Linked DNA regions of Zea mays: region 2 is linked to region 1. The links are chromatin contacts, called in public Hi-C maps. All regions are on one chromosome and are shown on one strand. The core of a region is the stretch at or near the end of the contact, and the rest is flanking DNA. Distances in the headings are between cores, read along the strand shown. Region 1 holds the start of LOC778435 (brittle stalk 2). Region 2 holds the start of LOC100193571.

The links. Hi-C and Micro-C count contacts between places; a contact is called where the count stands out from the background.
Region 2: a Hi-C map of leaf shows a contact between it and region 1, with 4 times the contacts expected there. The contact joins the promoter of LOC100193571 here to the promoter of LOC778435 in region 1. A contact is called at or near these places in 7 of 25 Hi-C or Micro-C datasets (bundle sheath, ear, leaf and 3 more).

The regions. Positions count from the first base shown.
Region 1 is chr9:128,930,391-128,933,579 of Zm-B73-REFERENCE-NAM-5.0, forward strand. It overlaps LOC778435 (brittle stalk 2), which reads left to right and starts at 1,563. Exons shown (of 3, transcript NM_001112458.1): 1 at 1,563-1,729; 2 at 1,859-2,842; 3 at 2,929-3,189. The coding sequence starts at 1,651.
Region 2 is chr9:129,095,726-129,098,955 of Zm-B73-REFERENCE-NAM-5.0, forward strand. It overlaps LOC100193571, which reads right to left and starts at 1,482. Exons shown (of 3, transcript NM_001138680.1): 1 at 1,414-1,482; 2 at 1-65. The coding sequence starts at 32. It overlaps LOC103639049 (vacuolar protein sorting-associated protein 52 A), which reads right to left. Exons shown (of 20, transcript NM_001358890.1): 19 at 2,735-2,792; 20 at 2,072-2,654. The coding sequence ends at 2,353.

The sequences.
Region 1 (3,189 bases), core at 313-2,812:
CCGTCGGCTACTGATGGTACTTTGTCGAGTGGCTGGTTTTGTCGAGTGTTGGACATTCAGCAAAACGTCCTTTATCAAGTGCCCGTATGCAAGTGTTCGGGCATCAGCAAAATACCCTGTTGTCGAGTGTCTCCGTATGCAAGTGTTCGGCCATCGACAAAATACCCTGTTTTCGCCGAGTGTAGTGTTTTGGCGAGAATGGCACTCGACAAATCTTATCTTCACCGAGTGCCTGACATTTGGCTCTCAGTAAACCTATGAACACTCGGCAAAGAGCGTGTTCGATAGTGCTAGGAATCCATCTTAATCCATCTTAACGTAATGGTAGTGGACAACGTCGGCCCTAAGGGCAGGCGAACGGGGCAGTCGCACCGGGCCCCTCATCTTCGAGGGCCCCACCCATTCGACGTCATACATACATGTAATCAAATATGAAATACATTTGGTTAATTCTTAATTAATTGGTTCTACTCGTACGAGAGGTAAGAGCTCGTGATTGTACGTCCTGTGTGCCTATCAAGGGTGCGAGAGGCGAGACGCCTCAAACAACAACGTGAGATAACATGGTGTGAATGATCATGAGCCTAAATTTAATTCATCTCCTACTAAAAATGGTAATATTAAAGAACAACCAAATTTTATTGAGTGTTTATATTGATATGAATGTTTTAAATGTTTCTTAAGTACTTATATTAATATTTTTATATATTAAAAAATAATTGTATGGGTTTCTATTTAAGCCTTGTCCTGTGCCTCTAAGATCTCACGGCCGCCACTGGTAGTGGATAGCTAGAAGCAGCAATTTGTGAACACTGAAATTTTGTGTATGTATATATCATATATGAACGGCCCTGATATATAAAATGAAATTCTACGTGTACGTACACATACATTCGGTACGGTAGATAGTCTCCAGATACGCGGAATAATGATTGAGAAACGTGAAAAAGGATGAACAACAAGCATGGGGTTAGCTTAGGCATGCAACTTCCTATCTAGCTGTGCCTGTGCCTGTGCCGCTGTGCGTGTGATCAAACGTCGCAACTAGCGCAACAGCATCTTCTCACCTCACTCATTTAAACATGCTCGTCCGTCGCAATCACGGATCGATAGCTGTTTCGTACCAAGATCGTAAGAGATACCGTTGCGTTGCGCTGTAGATCCTCCGGCCGCGCCGCGTCCCTTTCCTCCCTCCCTCCCTTCCCTCCCGTCACCAACCACGGTTGCTTCAGGGGCGGAGCGATGATCTGCATCATTCATTCATCCGGCCCGAGAGCAGAGCGCACACCACACCACCTCCGTGAGGTGGAGCGGAGCCATCACCTCCGTCACGCACGCGATTTCTTTTCAAACCGAGTAGCTCGATCGAGTCCTCGTTACGCAACTCGACCAACCGGCGTCGGCCAGCTGATCGAGCCGCCCGGCCGGCCGCGCCTGGTGTGACGTGCCATCTCGATCTCGATGGGGCATCTTGCTCCTCCTCGCTCTCTTCTTCTTAATTTGCCGCTGCGTGCGGCCTTTTATTCGCCCTGCCTCTAGCTGCTGCTTCTTCCAGGATCGGGGATCGGAGCTTGTGCTGCTACTGCTACTATACCAGCGCTAGCTAGCAGCAGCCGCCGGCCGGCTCGCGCAAGCTAAGGAAGGGTCGACATGACGATGGGGCTCCGCGTCCGCGACTCCTCCGCGCTGCTGGCTCTGGCCGTCGCGCTCGCCTGCTGCTCCGTTGCAGGTTCGGTTACCATATTTCATTCATCTGAAAATGTAAACAGTGTCGATCGGTCGATGGGCGACGCTCACATTCTCTCCTCTCCTGTCGCCATGGCTGGCGGCTGCTGCACACACACTGGCACTTGCGCAGTGGTGGCCTACGACCCCCTGGACCCGAACGGCAACATCACCATCAAGTGGGACGTGATCTCGTGGACGCCCGACGGGTACGTGGCGATGGTGACGATGAGCAACTACCAGATGTACCGGCACATCATGGCGCCCGGGTGGACGTTGGGGTGGTCGTGGGCCAAGAAGGAGGTGATCTGGTCCATCGTGGGGGCGCAGGCCACGGAGCAGGGGGACTGCTCCAAGTTCAAGGGCGGCATCCCGCACTGCTGCAAGCGCACCCCGGCCGTGGTGGACCTCCTCCCGGGGGTGCCCTACAACCAGCAGATCGCCAACTGCTGCAAGGCCGGCGTGGTGTCGGCGTACGGGCAGGACCCGGCGGGGTCCGTCTCCGCGTTCCAGGTCTCCGTCGGCCTGGCCGGTACCACCAACAAGACGGTGAAGCTGCCCAGGAACTTCACGCTCATGGGGCCCGGGCTGGGCTACACCTGCGGGCCCGCCGCCGTGGTGCCGTCCACCGTGTACTGGACGCCCGACCACCGGCGCCGGACGCAGGCGCTCATGACGTGGACGGTGACCTGCACCTACTCGCAGCAGCTGGCGTCCCGGTACCCGTCCTGCTGCGTCTCCTTCTCCTCCTTCTACAACAGCACCATCGTGCCGTGCGCCCGGTGCGCGTGCGGCTGCGGCGGCCACGGCGGCCACGCGGGTCCGGGCGGCTGCATCGAGGGGGACTCCAAGCGCGCGCTGTCGGCCGGGGTGAACACGCCGCGCAAGGACGGCCAGGCGCTGCTGCAGTGCACGCCGCACATGTGCCCCATCCGGGTGCACTGGCACGTCAAGCTCAACTACAAGGACTACTGGCGCGCCAAGATCGCCATCACCAACTACAACTACAGGATGAACTACACGCAGTGGACGCTGGTGGCGCAGCACCCCAACCTGGACAACGTCACCGAGGTCTTCAGCTTCCAGTACAAGCCGCTGCAACCATACGGGAGCATCAGTGAGTATAATCATCGTCATCTGATGACATGACATGACATGTACATAATCATCGGTGTCTCAAATATATATATGCAATTAATGCAGATGACACTGGCATGTTCTACGGGCTCAAGTTCTACAACGACTTTCTCATGGAGGCCGGCCCGTTCGGCAACGTGCAGTCGGAGGTGCTCATGCGCAAGGACGCAAGGACCTTCACCTTCAGCATGGGCTGGGCGTTCCCGCGCAAGATCTACTTCAACGGCGACGAGTGCAAGATGCCGCCGCCGGACTCCTACCCCTACCTGCCCAACGCCGCGCCCGTCGTCGCCTCGCAGCTGGTCCTGTCCGCCGCCGCCTCGGCGT
Region 2 (3,230 bases), core at 232-2,731, 170 kb after region 1:
TGACCACCACCGGCACTACCACCACGGCTCATCTTGATTATTGAAAAGAGAAACTGTACAAAGATCTAATCAGGTATCAAGCATTACTTCGACACATTGTATAAAGGTACAAGAGAGACAATGCAAATCAATTTAATTTCAAGTACCACAAATAATTTTTAAAATACTAAAGTATGTTTCGATCTGCCACCAACACTTGGTAAGGATATAATTCTCCAAGAACAAAGTAAAACAGAGAAGATATAGTTTGACAGGATCAACTCTATTAAACTTTATTAGGTACTGTAACTACAAACAGATGAAAACATCAAAACATATCTCGATCTGTCATGGAATCTTGGTAACGATCTTATTAAGGATGTAACGAACCGATCTTCCAGATATACTTTTACTCAGATACTCAGATAGAGTGATAGACACTGATTTCCTTCTATGTTGCATGTTTGTGCAGAAAACTGATGCACCAACAAATGTAAAACTAAACAGATTGATAGAACAATCAAGGAAAATAAAGCATCTTCGGTTTAACTCTGCCAAGTAACAAAGTTCAAAAGAACATCTGCCTAGTCATATATGACAGGTCCTTGTACAATTCTATGAAACCGGGAATGTGGAACCATGTGGGGTTCCATGGCCCGATCGGGAATGGGACCATATGGAACATCGTATGGAACCATGGTTGGGACACAGCCCTCACTCGAGTAGGATGTCGGATAAACCATCATCCTGCACAAGCAAGGGGCATGTACCTTCGCGGAAGCGGAGCACCACGAGGATATTGGAGGAGCAGAGGTCAGAGGACTGGCAAAGCACTAAGACAAAGGGATCGCTAACCATGTGCTCATATTACATGAACAAACAGTTAATCATGTGCTCACGTTGCATTGAATTATTTTTTTCTATACAGGAATATTTACTAGTTGGCTGTTTCAGGAACCTCGTTCCACATTATAGTTCCAAAATTTTACGGTTGACGTTCCGGTTATCGAATAAACCATACAAGGAGCCAGTGATACGCAACCAGTGATACGAGGTTACCTAAACAATTAGGTCTAACCTAGACACAACATGAAACGAAAAAAATCGACGGATCAACCACCGAAGACCGCAATGCACAACAGATCTTCATCTTTCTCTGGAGAATCTAAGCCGCAACATACTCCGAAGAATCTAATGCGTACAGCCGCAACAGCCGCATTCACGGTCCCTAGGGAGGGGATACCCTGCGGATCGACGACGGTGAGTCACAAAATTCAACAGATCCGCGTCTACCGACAAGCAGCGGACGCTCGGAAGCCAGAAATGGACGCGGATCTCAACCTTGCGGCTAGATTCGGGCGCTTACGGCGCAAATCAGGACATGGAAGCGAGACAACGAACCGAGGGTTGAGCGGGCAAAGGAAAGGGCCTTACCGAGAGGCAGCGGCGAGGAGATGGAGGGCGACCGGCGGCGGGGTCGGTGGGACTGCGGCTGCTCCGGATCTCTCTCGCTTCTGCGCTCGAAAATGGAGAACTGCGGCTGGTTTTGTATTGAAGAGGGATCGGGTGGTCCCAGTACCCGGGGACGGATGGGCCCAACACCTCCAGCAGGCCGTCCGATCTCGCCACTGACGGTGGAGATGGCCCCGGGCGCCCGCGTCAAGGAGACGCTCGATACTCGGAAACGCATAATGGTTTTCCTTTTTCGTTTTCGAAAAAAACACGCATCGGCATGGCATAATGCTATTCAGTTACTCAGTAGTTGCTGCCTCGGGTTGCAAACAGCAAACGTTACGTTTGCTACTCATGAATATTTTCCAACAAATATCTGTCATCGCATAATCTTTATTTATTTCTTCAAATATTCCCATGAATCTTCTAGCAATATGAAATTTAACATTCACATTGAATACCACCCTAGTGTAAGATGTGATTGCTTTCAAAATGCTGAGATGCTTTGAACTAAATTACGCAGATCAGAAACATAGAAGCTATAAACACTAGAAAATTGCCAGTCATAAAAATAACATTAAGGCAAGCGTTTGGTACGCATTCATTAGTATGCAGCATATGGTTATCCACAGCGGATCGTATAAAATTGTAGATTTGCACTATAATCGATACTGTTTACAAAATGAAGTTTAAAATAGATGATAGGACAGAAGATAGAATAGGATAACTGTGGAGACAGCCTAGAGATCATAGTTCTGTGCTGGAAAGGGGCAGGGGTCAAGTCGGGTAACACAGACGAAGATACAAACCACGACAAAATGCCCTTGTTTCCCCTGCAGTCGCACATACCAGTTACAAAGTAAGGATACACAGCTACCCCTCAGCTAGCCGTCCTAGTGTACATGGAAGGGGGTGAAACAACTAAAACGTCCTAGAATACTTCTTGATTTCGAACAGGATGGAGGATATGGAGACAAGGTCCTTGTTGAGAGCAGAGCCGCCGTTGATTCTCTTGACACACTCGGAGAGCCTGGTGTAGTATAGCAGGAGCTGTGCGAGCGTCGCTCTCAAGATCTCCATCCCGCAAAGAAAGTTGCTGAAAGATGTGATCACATCATAGTGCATCAGCTCGATCGCGGCCTTATACCGGCTCGCGAAATCCTTTACCAGTGGCTCAACTTCGGCAATGCTGGCTTTCTCGGAATTTGCAGCCGTCTCATCCGCTGATAAAGGTCAAGTATGAAATGTGATTCAAAAGTAAGAAAGAAAAAGGGCATACAGTTGCCATGAGATCTCAACTTACCTGGACGAGATTTGACGAATCTGATCAAACTACTGAACTGCTCCAGGAGCAACTCTTCCTGCAGAATGATACATGCAATGCATCAAGAAACTTCAGTAGAGTTTTTTAGAAAACGCTAGTGTATTAATGAACGTCACAGAAGTCCTTGAACACCTTGAACAGAAACTAAGGTGCTGTTTGGTTTACGAAATGTAACGTAAATGGTAATGGTAATGGTTTGCACTCGATTACTGGCGGTAACAAGTTTGAATAGTCCGGTTACTCCGGTATCAATTTTTAGTATGTTATCTGATTACAGTTAGAGTAAAACAAAAATGATTTAACGTTATCAGTTATCCATTACGTTACAAATATGTGAACCAAACGACACCTAACTTCAGCCACCACTAATGTCATTAACATTAAACACATGATTTTTTTTTATGTGTTGCCACAAGGTAATAGCAGCCAAAGGGCTTGTCCTACTTTACTATGTATAAATTTGCCATACTTCATT